Linked DNA regions of Mus musculus: region 1 is linked to region 2. The links are chromatin contacts, called in public HiChIP or PLAC-seq maps. All regions are on one chromosome and are shown on one strand. Each heading gives the region's core, a stretch centred on a gene start, on an enhancer-like site or on the middle of the called end of the contact. The rest is flanking DNA. Distances are from core to core; before and after follow the strand shown. Region 1 overlaps Acoxl (acyl-Coenzyme A oxidase-like). Region 2 overlaps Acoxl (acyl-Coenzyme A oxidase-like).

The links. HiChIP or PLAC-seq counts read pairs in DNA pulled down with a chosen protein or histone mark.
Region 1: a BATF HiChIP or PLAC-seq map of CD8 T cells shows a contact between it and region 2, with 8 read pairs. The contact joins two enhancer-like sites. A contact is called at or near these places in 1 of 15 datasets of contacts at CTCF or cohesin (CD8 T cells), 15 of 484 Hi-C or Micro-C datasets (8-cell embryo, CD8 T cells, ECoMG myeloid progenitors and 9 more), 6 of 115 datasets of contacts at active chromatin or transcription factors (CD8 T cells, Th17 cells, effector CD8 T cells and 3 more) and 1 of 9 other capture datasets (adipose tissue).

The regions. Positions count from the first base shown.
Region 1 is chr2:128,101,888-128,107,752 of GRCm38.p6, reverse strand. Acoxl (acyl-Coenzyme A oxidase-like) reads right to left here. Exons shown (of 18, transcript NM_028765.3): 17 at 1,975-2,076. Among named protein-coding and RNA genes, the nearest start is that of Bcl2l11, 21 kb to the left of the region's middle. Within about 2 kb of position 4,287, at least 8 of the 459 cell types and tissues checked have an H3K27ac peak or open chromatin away from gene starts, as enhancers often do. A contact at or near this core is called in CD8 T cells and memory CD8 T cells, where this site is marked.
Region 2 is chr2:127,925,433-127,930,751 of GRCm38.p6, reverse strand. The region is part of intron 9 of Acoxl (acyl-Coenzyme A oxidase-like); the gene reads right to left. Among named protein-coding and RNA genes, the nearest start is that of Acoxl, 73 kb to the right of the region's middle. Within about 2 kb of position 2,976, at least 49 of the 459 cell types and tissues checked have an H3K27ac peak or open chromatin away from gene starts, as enhancers often do. A contact at or near this core is called in CD8 T cells and memory CD8 T cells, where this site is marked.

The sequences.
Region 1 (5,865 bases), core at 3,038-5,537, 180 kb before region 2:
TATGTTTAGGGGTGATAGCTTGATTATCTAAAGATAACCAACCATGAGCTTGTCCCTGAAGAAACCTGATTTGCCCTCTCATAGCAGCCACTGATTGTCATCATCTAGGAGTGGGGCCTTGTGAGACTTCCTCCATCCATGTTGGCATGCCAACTGTTGTCTTTATGCAAATCTTGTCCAGCTGACCATGTTGAGATTTCATGGGTGCAGCTTTCCTATCATTTCTAGAAGACATAATTAAGTAGTGTTTTGGTTCTCTGGCTCTTCATACTTCTAACCTCTTTTCTGTGTGTACTATTTTTTTTTAAATTAAGTTCCAAGCGAGTACTCTCTTTGAGAAATGTCCCCATCAAAGGCAGCTGCCACCTATCCATTGCTTCTCTTATAGCCATTTGTGCCCTCAAAGTTTATGTGTCAGAGGGGCTGGTTTGACTGTTCTACCCTACTGGCTTTTCTTCCAGAGGATGTGTGTTCAATTCCCAGCACTCACAAAGGTGGTTCAGAACTGTCTGAAACTCCAGTCCCAAGTTATACAATGGCATTTTCTTTCCACTGAGGGCAACTGCATTACATGTGTAAGACACGTCTTTAGGCAACCACTTATACACTTAAGATAAAAATGAATGACGTGTTGTTGTCTTCAGCAATAGGGCCCTACCATCAAGTTGTGAAGCACAGTCTATAGCCTTGGCAATGGCCTGTGTTGTTTAGGGGTTCCATGGGACCCCTTTGGTCAACAACTCAACAAGATACAGCCCATTCCTGGCACAAGGTTTTACTTTGTGCCATTAGAAGTCTAGCCTGGGCATTGTCCTCCTCAACATATAGCGACTCCATTTGCATTCTTTTCCTATATGTATATATTTTAGGAAACCTCTATAGCAGTAGGTTTCCATATGGTTTTTCAAATGGCACATAGTATTACTTGTCCCTTCCAAAATTCCTGAATAATCCTTCTATTCTAGTTTTCCATATATACTATACTCTCTCCTTCCTTAGGAGATTCATCATAGAAGCTTCTTCTCACAGTAGATGGGAATTAACACAGAGACCCAGAACCAGACAATGCATAGCAAAGGAGAGACTTTGGAGCCTTCAGTCCTGTATGGTATATCTTTATCAAATTCCCCTTGTGGCTCAGGGATCTATGTGGAAGAAGAGGTAGAGAGATTATAAGAGTCAGAGGGGCTTGGATGACTAAGGAACATCCTCTTCCAGACACAAGAGGACTGATGCACATACGGACTCACAGAGACTGTGGTATCAGGCACAAGACCACGTAGATTCAAGCCAGTGGGATCCCAGCACTGAGAAGGGGAAGCAGCCCCACCCTAAGAAAGATGCTACTTATAATTGATAACTGCTGGCAAAGGAGTGTCTCTTATTGAGTGTCATTGGGCATATTAACTACAGTTTGTGTTTTTACAAATCTGTATTGGGACTCTCGATATAATGAGCCCCTCTGAAGACTACTGAGTCCTCAGTTTCTTTGTGCCTCTGCAGAGGAGGTGTACCAGGGATAGGCTTCGCTGCTGCCGCTGCTGCCACCGCTGTCTGTGGTCTCTATCCCTACAGCAGCAATCTGGGATGGGTTAGTGGCCCCGCCTTACTTACAGGTGCTAAGTAGCTTTCACTTTCATTGTCACTGCTGACGTAAAATTACCGCAGGATTTTTCTCCTGAATATGAAGGACGAATTAATATGCTTTGGAGGGGTTAGGAAAAATATTAATACCGATCCCCATCAAGACAAGGAAAACACACGGTCCTGTCTCTGCTCTCGACGTCAGGAAGCTCATATACAGTGAGTTAGTCTTTGTCACTTAATAGAATCATCACGGCCTGAAGCTATGCACACAAAGTCCTAAAGGCCTAAAGTCAACACTCAGAAACTGGCGACAGAGTGGCAGGGACATTTTCTGAGAAAGCCAAGAGCCGAAGGCTGCTGCTGCGCATGCGCAGTGTCTCCTCTTACCTGAGCCCTGATCAGCATGCTGGCCTTGGGGGTCAGGTATTTATGTTCTAAGTACCAGCCTCGCTCCTGGAACACCAGCTTCGTTCCATACAGCAGACAAAACTGAAGAGTGGGAGACAGGAAACAAGCAAACGTTAGAAAAACGAAGCCTGTAAGGATGTGGGACAACACATCCCGTTTCCAAAAACCAGAAAGTCCTTAATTTGAATGGCCATGGTTTGGATAAAAAGTACGTTTTAAAAGTAGGACAGACAGTAAAAGGGGGTCCCTGGTATCAGTTCCACTCGAGAAATCTTAACACCAGTCAACCTTGGTTCACGTGTAGCTTCCCCCACGTCCTCCCCACCCGGGTGACTTAGAATAGACTTTGAAAGACACATGTAGTTCTCTTTGCCTCCCTTCCATTCATGAACGATTCCCTGCAATGCCATCTTGATATTTTTCCATTGAGCAGCACTTGATTAAACTTTCACAGAAATATCACTCCTCAGTTACAGGATGTTTTCCCGGTTACATTTCTGAAAGCAAGCACACTGGGTGACATCACAGGCAGCCACCAAGCAGAAATAAACTCATTTTCCAGAGGCAGAGTGGCTTTTCATTTAACTACTCACTTCTTCACCATTTACTATCCCATCATTTCAAATTGTGGGAGCGTGCTGTGCAGGAGCCTTCTCAGCTCCACCCAAGCTTCAGCAATCAGACCTCTGACCTTCTCATTTCATCTCCCCGCCCACTCAAGTCCCCTCTGTAGTACTGTGGCACAAAGCCCAGGCCTACCGCTCCATCCACAAACACTCCTCACCTTCGTATCTCTAAGATAACGGCTTTTGTGAAGATGGCCTTAGGTGGGAAGACAGCTCAGTGACAGGGTGCTGGCCTCATGTGTAAGAGCTCAGTTTGGATTCCCATCATCCCCTTAAAAAAGTAAAAGCTGGGTTTGGTAGATAATGTTTGAAATCCCAGAACTGGGAAGTAGAGACAGGGGGTTCATTGGCCAGCCAATCTAGCCAACCACCAAACTCCAGGTTCAGTGAAAAGTTCTCCAAAAGTAAGGGGAACAATTAAAGATGCCCATTGTCAACCTCTGCCCTCCCACAGGCACATGTATCTTCATACATGGGTATACAAACATGTGCATATATGTAATATATGTGTAGGCAAGATGTAGGAAAATCATGAGGGATAATAGAGTTTCTTACAGCTGGAAACTCTGGCTGGGAGAGTCCGATGGGAAGATGAATACAAAGGGTAGCTGTTGTAGTCTGAAAGAACGGTGCACACATGTGCTCTAAGGAGAGTCGTGGACCATTAGCCAAGGTGGCTCCCCTCAGGGAGGTAAGAAGGAGACAGAGAAATTCCAACATTGTACTATTCCCCTGGAGTCTGAATCCAACAGAGTTGAGAGGGCAAGGATCTGCCATGATTTGAACATGTTTCCTTCAAGTCCCCCAGCTGGAGATATAATCTTCAAGTTAATGGTACTTGGAGGTGGAGCTTTTGAAAGGATGAGACCAGCATGTCACCTTTTATAGGGAGAAAGAACAGAACTAGAATCCTTGTCCTGTGATGTTCTCTGCCATGCTAAGATGCAGCAAGAAGCCAGCCCCTCACCGGATGAGATGGGGACACCATGCTCTTGGAACTTTCCAGCCTCCCGCACAGCTGTGAGCCAAATATATTTCTATTCTTCATAAAGTATCCATTTGGCGTCTTTTGTCACAGCAACAGGAAAGAAACTAAGATAGATCGCATCCGTGCATGCTAAGTGGGTCAGCTTCCCAAGGATATCCAGGGTAGAGAAGAGAGTAGAACTGGAGAGAAAAAGATACCCATCACAAGTCCTGGTGTTAACATCAGCCTCTCACCCAGTCTTACCAAATTCAAGTCAAAGTCCACTGAATTGAAGAAAGCTGCTGGCAAGCCAGCCTCTGCCTACACAATGCAGGCTTAGTTCCATACTGTCACCTACACCAGACTCTCAGGGCATTTACTGGCTGGCTGCTCTTTTCTTTAGGTTCTGGGTTACCTTCCTGCTGACACTGTAAATTGGCTTTTAAAGTCTGCTTGTTTCAGTAATGCAGCTTAGGCTCTGCAGAGGCTGCCCTCTTGGCTTGTCTGTGTAAACAGGATGGGTGCTGGCTCTTTGAGGTTACCAGAATCACATCTAGGTAGAGGTACCAAGGGCCCAGGCTTCTGCATCCAGCTCTTCAGGGCTCTCAGTGCCAGGAAAGTCATTTATATTAAACTCTTCTTCACTGGGGATTACGGCTATGAATGAGCTTAGAGGAGCTCTAGGAGGTGCAGGAATTTCCTGCTTGGTTCTGTCTAGGGTCCAACAAAGGGAGTGCCAGGGACAATCTCCAGTGATTCATACTATTTACTACTGACTCTGTGATTTCTGCTGCCTGCAAAACAAATCAGGAGTCTGTGACAACTTCTAAATACCAGACCTTAACAACACAGAGACTTTCATACTTCTAGTCATTCTTTTCTCGTGTGTATGTGTGTGTGTGTGCATGTGTATGTGCTTGGTATGAGGTATGTGTGTGTGTTGTATGTGGGGTGTGTGTGTGTGTGTGTGTGTGTGTGTGTGTGTGTGTAATATGTGGTGTGTGTGGTGTATGTGCCCTGTGTGAATGTGTGTGGTATGCATGTGTTTGTGTATGGTATGTGGTATGCATATGTGTGTGCATGGTGTGTGTGTGTGGTGTATGTGTGTGGTGTGCATGTGTTTGCGCGTGGTATGTGGTATGCATATGTGTGTGTGGTATATGTATCCATGCATGTACATACAGAAAGGGGGGTTCCTGTTCTATCCCTCTCTACATTATTCTCTCAGCACCGAGTTTCTCACTGAATCTGGAGTGACGCTGGTGGCCACAGGCCCAGGTGATCTGTCTGTCCACCCCCTAGTGACTTTTCACATGGGGACTTCAACCTAGATTCTCACATTTGCGCCATAAGCACTCTTAACCACTGAGTCATCTCTCTCCAGCCCCCTTCGTCTTTTTGTGTATCTATTTTTCTATTTGAAGCAGGGTGACATTATGTAGCCCTGGCTAGCCTGGAACTCATTTACACAGACCAGATTGCCCTCAAATTCATATTGATCTGCCCGCTTCTGCCTCTCAAGGGTCACCACCTGGCCTTTCTGTTTTTAATATAATCAGTCTTAACTGTTACTTTCCTTTTACTACATAAATTTATGTTTTTTAAAAAGATTTATTTTATGTGTATGTGCGCATGCACATGTATGTATTTGAGTGTGTGTGTTTGTGCGCGCGCATGCGCGCCCGCGCTTGCACCTGCGCGCTTGCACCTGCTTGTACAGCATGCATATGCACAGGAGTGGAGACCAGAGGGGATGTTGAGTGTCTTCTCTGTCAATCTTGGCCTTACTGCCTCGGGGCAGGGTGTCTCACTGAATTAGAAGAAGCTTGCTATTTTAGGCTGGATAGCAAGTGAACTCTCATGACCTGCCTGTCTCTGTCCTGCCAATGCTGAGATTTCAGGCGCCCATAGCCAGGCCCATCTGTTCATGTGGGTGTTGGTTTCACCTAAGTTCCTCCTGTTTGCAGAGCAAGCTTGCTTATCCACCAAGCCACCCTCCACCCCTGCATCGCGCACTTTAAATATCTGTGAGTGAATTTGAAATATTGTATTTTCTTTTATCACTCTGTTATTGTGATATAATTTCTTCTATTTCCAGATGTTCTCTTTGCTCTACTGTCAGATTTTTCTAATATTAAAAACATTGTATATCCTGTAATTACCATAGAGCAGACCAAGTAACCAATAACAACAAGAGAAACCAAGACAGTCTTTTGACACTTGGAGACTAAACTGCATCTTTCTTAATAATTTATAAATAGAGAAATAAATCTCAAG
Region 2 (5,319 bases), core at 1,727-4,226:
GTTAGAGAGAGAGGGAAGGAGGGAGGGAGGAACAGGGGGGAAAGAGGAAAGAGGGAGGGGGAGAAGGAGAGATCTCAAGCGCACAAGCCCCCCTCTCACAAAGCCTGTGGTGATGCCTTTTATGCCTGAGCCATCTGTCATCACAATATTCACAAGAGCTCCCCGAGTCTCATGCACTGACATTTCTGTGGGGGTCACGCAGAGTGGTTCAGATGCCCTGGCAGAAAGACAATGCACAGCAAGGTGAAGAGAAGTGAGAAAATCCTGCTGCATAAACACCATGGATGAATGGCTCAGAGAGAGAGAGAGATGTGCTCAGATCCACTACCTGGAAATCCTTCTGAGCTGCCCAGACATTACGTAGTGACAGTAAGGTGCAAATGCTGGATTAGTGACATCAGAGAGATGAGAAGGGAGCTCCTGCTGTCTTCACAAAGAAGGCATTTAACCGTGTTTTGAAATTCCTATCAACTATTCAGTGTGAACTGAAAAGTTTACCATTTACTAATATAGCCAAGGTTAGATTTCTGAGAGTCTCTGTTCCAGGTCAAGAAACAAAATGTAGGTGAGGGGGGGAAATGGGAGTTTTGAACAAGTACAGTCATGAAAACAGCCAGAGGGAATCTCCCCTTTTGTTCCTTCCAGAATTCAGCTAACCACACTGGCACCTTAAACTTCTGCCGCAAAGGGCAAGGACACACCATCTCCCATTAGTGTGGGGGTTTTTTGTGGAGTTCATTTTTAAGTCACTCTTGCCAAACCACATCAGTCAAGGTATATTTTTCTTACTTTTGCCAGAGAGGGAGTTTCTTGGACACCTTTTCTACCATGGTCCATTACAGGGCATAAGAGCGTACTGATGCCCTTCTCTACACAGCCATCGAGGAAACTAGGGACAGTGAGCCAGGGCTGAGTCAAGGTGAGGCTCAGAGCTGTCACTCTGAAAAGGTCCAGGTGACTAAGGTAATACAAAGATGTCTTGGCTTCTGAATGCAGGTGAGGTTGCCAGGGACCTTTCTCCAGACCTATCTATGCAGCATGGCTGTTCAGATGTAACTGCACACGTGAACATGTGAATATGCATACACACGCGCACACATACACACACAGAGAGAGAATCAGAGAATCAGAGAATGAAGTGTGAGACTGATACTATTGTAACAGAGAAACATCCCCTAATCCCAGTGACAACTCATGTCACACACTCAGGAAAAATAAGGAAGACATCCTTTAATAACAAAGCATATGTCCAGTTTTGTCTAGTGCTCCAAAAGAAACAAGCCTCCATAAAAATTGCTCTAGGTCTAGGGTTATAACATTGTAGTCATGCCCTTTGGTATGGGGTAGGGCCTAACGGTCAGCTGTGGGACAGGGGTGTTTCTTTGCAGTATGGGAATTGGTCTACTTGGTGGCAATGAAGAGCCAAACATGAGCTGAAACATTTCCCCAGCAATCTAAACTTTATGTTAAAGGTACACATCTTCCATAGTTTTTAAACAAGTCTGGTCAGTATGTTACTGATCCTTGGGTACTCCTTTAGCAACATTTCATTTTGGGTGCCTTACTATTTCCTAACCAAGGTTAGCCGACCATTTATTTATAGCATTAGCTTGGCCTGTTGTTTCCACTTCCTCCTAGATCCCTGCAAGGAAACAAATGGGGAATAAAAGAAAGATGATGGGAGGGGCCAGTGGGAGGGGACTGCAGCTGAGTATGGGGTAGCATCTGTGTGGCTGGGGAGAGGGAGGAACCAACTTCCTAAGGATCCATCACTGCCTTCTCTCCTGCCTGTTGGTGAAAGCCTGGGGTACCTCGGGAGGCGTAGCAGGTCTTCACCGGTCAGACACCTTAGAAGCCATTCCTAGATGTCACATAAGCCTGATGAACCCCTTAACCTTGGGCTCCCCTGGAATGCCAAGTCCAAATAAGACCTCCTCCCTTCCACCCCAGCATTCTGATTGCACAGCACCCTACAAGAAGATCCCGGGAGCTGGGAAGGGCATCGGTTTGCATGACCAGGGGAGCTCTAGCAGGCAACAGTAGCTGTGCCCCTGCCGGCTCCCTGGGGGCCAGGTGGGTTTTCCTCTTCTCCTTCCTCCTGGTGTGATCCAGGCCCAGTAAGTCTCCCTTTCATTGTGTCCTGACAAATAGATGGTGTGTGTTTTCTTTTCGCATTCTTTTTAATGGCCTGGACTATCCTCCAGTGCCCCAGCTGTGCATGTCAAACAAAATGTATTGGGGTCAGGCGGATTCTCACACCACACTGAACTGCACACCGTGCAAACAAAAAGCACTCATTTCACTACATTGTACATGCTCGAGAACGCTATACTAAGGGACTGGTGTAATTACTGCACTAGCCACTGGACTGGGCACAGGCTACAGCAATCTCTCTCTCTCTCTCTCTCTCTCTCTCTGTCTCTCTCTCTCTCAATTTTCAAATATAGTTATACAAAGTGTCCCTGTATCTAAACGTCCTATGCAAATACAAACATCTTACAAAGCGCACACAGATAAAATCAGCCCAGGTTGATGTACCCTGAGCAGGGAGCTCTGTGCCGTGTGACCTTTAGAGACAAGACAGAGCACATGTAGAGAAATGGAGATTTTTTTTTTATGTTATAAACAAAGGTGCAACCCCACAGAGAGTGTGTGTGAACTCTCTTCAAAGAAGGGCACACTTTAAACCTGGAGGAAAATAAGAAGGCAAGCTTCCTGTTTCAGGAAGAGGAAGAGGAAGCTTTCAAACGTGTAACAAGGCAGGTGGCCTCAGGAAACTGAGAAAAGGGTGCGTGGAAATATACTCTGATTGCCGCTGTGGCATTTTAAAGAAACAACATTTGTGTTTTGTTCCATAACTAAGTGAAAATCAGCCGAAGCTTTGGGGAAAGTCCGCTTGTTTGAAGCAAGGCCACCGCGGCTTGCTGCCTCTGGCTTTTGCTCTGCAGGCAACCAGCTCATTCTGCAGCCTGCTGGAGCAAAGACCCACACAGCTGAGGACAGATGTGGCTACAATGCCTCGGGAAACCGCCACAGGCTCACACACCTGCAGGTGACATCACCGCTCTATCTTACCCCAGAAATCTATTAGCATGCAGAAACAGGTGTCAGCAAACCCAACCCCACTCTTAGAAAGCATTCGGCCTCCCCAGCCAGAGAGTGGAAACTGTAAACCTGAGGCTGAACTCGCACTTGCCTGCAGAACGGAGCACCACCCCCACCCCTTACCCCCAATCCACAACTCAAACTTCCTAGGACAGCTGCTTCCCCATGTACAAAAGACTCCAGATGCAGCCACAACAACAGCAGGGAGAACTCCTTCCTCTGGATATTGTTTTTTCCTCTGAGAAATGTTGTCTCTGGTTTCATTTTGTTTTATTCTTGTTTCCCTGCGCTGTAGCCCAGGCTGGCCTCTAATTCGAGGTCTTTCCCTATGATTTCCCAGAAGTGGGTCACTACATCTGGTTAGAATCTTGTCTTTTCTCTAGCAAAAAATAGTTAATGCCTGTTAGTCCTTCCCAACCTCTAGCTCTCGAAGCAGCCTTTTCCCTTGAATCCAGGCCCAAGTATAAGGGAGGGCTTCCGCACATTTAGATCATTAAATATCCATGTGTGTCTGAGATGTTTGAAATAGTCCAGCAGACAAAGGGGTGACTAGTGAAGACTTAACCCTGGTAAGAGTCTGAGAACTGCAGGAACCGGGGAAGAAAGTGGAACTCGGCTGTCACTTTCTTTCGTGTTTGAGATTGTCTTTAACAAAAATATTTTTTAAATGTGTAGTAATATTTCCAGTTATTCGGCCTCACCCCTCCTCCCTTCCTCCTTTGTAACAGAGCCCTCTTTTTTGTTTTTTTAATCCGCTCTGCTCTGCTCTGTTCTGTGGATCTGCTGTGCTTCACTAATCCAGCCATAGGCATCCAAGTCCTCACCGGTGACAGCCCTAGAAATGACCACATGGCTTTCTCTGATGATCTGAAATGAGAGCAAGTCTCCTGAAGGGTTTCTGGAAAAGGTTTCCATCTACTAAAAAGAAAGAAACGTAGAGGAAGGCATGGGTCCTCCTCAGCTGCTAAATCCCATTACATATGCATGTGACAGCAAGGACCCCAGCGGCCATGTTGTGACCACAAAGGAGTCAGTCAAGACAAAACTGACAGCTCGGGGGCTGCAGAGAAGAAAGATCAAAGCTACCCTGGTCCTTGAGGATGTCATTGAGCCACAAAATAACCACGCCGAAACTGCTCCACTTCAGGGATCATTAAGTGAGAAAACAGTACAGTTACTGTTTACAGCGTGGAGCCAGGGGTTCTCTTGACTCGCAGTTAAGTTCATAATGCCTGACATAAAGCAGTTGGGGGAGAAATGGAAGAAACAATGAAAGAAGACTCTGAATTCCATCAGCATCATGAGTCTGGGCAAAGCCATAGCCGTTGTGATCGTGCATGAGAGCTAGATTTCCATTGCATGTCTCCTCATGGGTCTTACGGTAGTCTCTCTTTCTCTCTCTCTCTCTCTCTCTCTCTCTCTCTCTCTCTCTCTCTCTGAAGCTCCATCCCTGCATTTTCTCATATGAAGTAGCTCTGATTTTTCTGAGAACATTTTCTCGAATGGCTCTCATATCCACTACTATCCCAAGGTACATAGGGATTCCTAGCATCATCGGAAGACGATGACCTTCATTAAGCGCCCACGTGGTCTTGGACAGGTTCTTTAGCCTCTGAGAATAGATTCCCTTGCTGCCAAGACAGAATTGATTTTTACCCCTTAGGGCTGTGGTAGTTACAGGGACAGGATTTAAGCAACTGCTGGTTACTTAAGAGCCAGATCCTGAAGCTGTGGGTCATGTGACTGAAGGTGAAGCTTGCAAAAATATGGTGGCAGTGAAATGTTCCTTCAGACGCAACCAAACAGCAACTCAGAGTCACACAATGAATGCATAGGTGGTGTTCCTGGTAGCACCCATCTGAGCGACACTGTGGAACACAGCCGTGGTTCTAAACACCCCACGCAAACTCAAGGAATGCCAAAACACCTGAAACATCTCCTCTCCGATTTAAGACCATTGTGTGCTATTCAATGCAGTGGGTTTTTTTGTTTTTGTTTTTTAACTGTACACACAATTCTTTTCCTCTTGCAGAAACATGATGGCTTGATTACAGAAAACAAAAATCTTTTAAAACCTGTTCTCCTACCATCATTCCTCCCTATGTAAGTACCAAATTAGTAAATCTTTAGATTATTTTGAGTTGAAACTTGACTTTTAAAACTGCTGTTTGAGCTGCTGACTTGAGTTTTATTTTGAAAATAAGATGCGTTTTT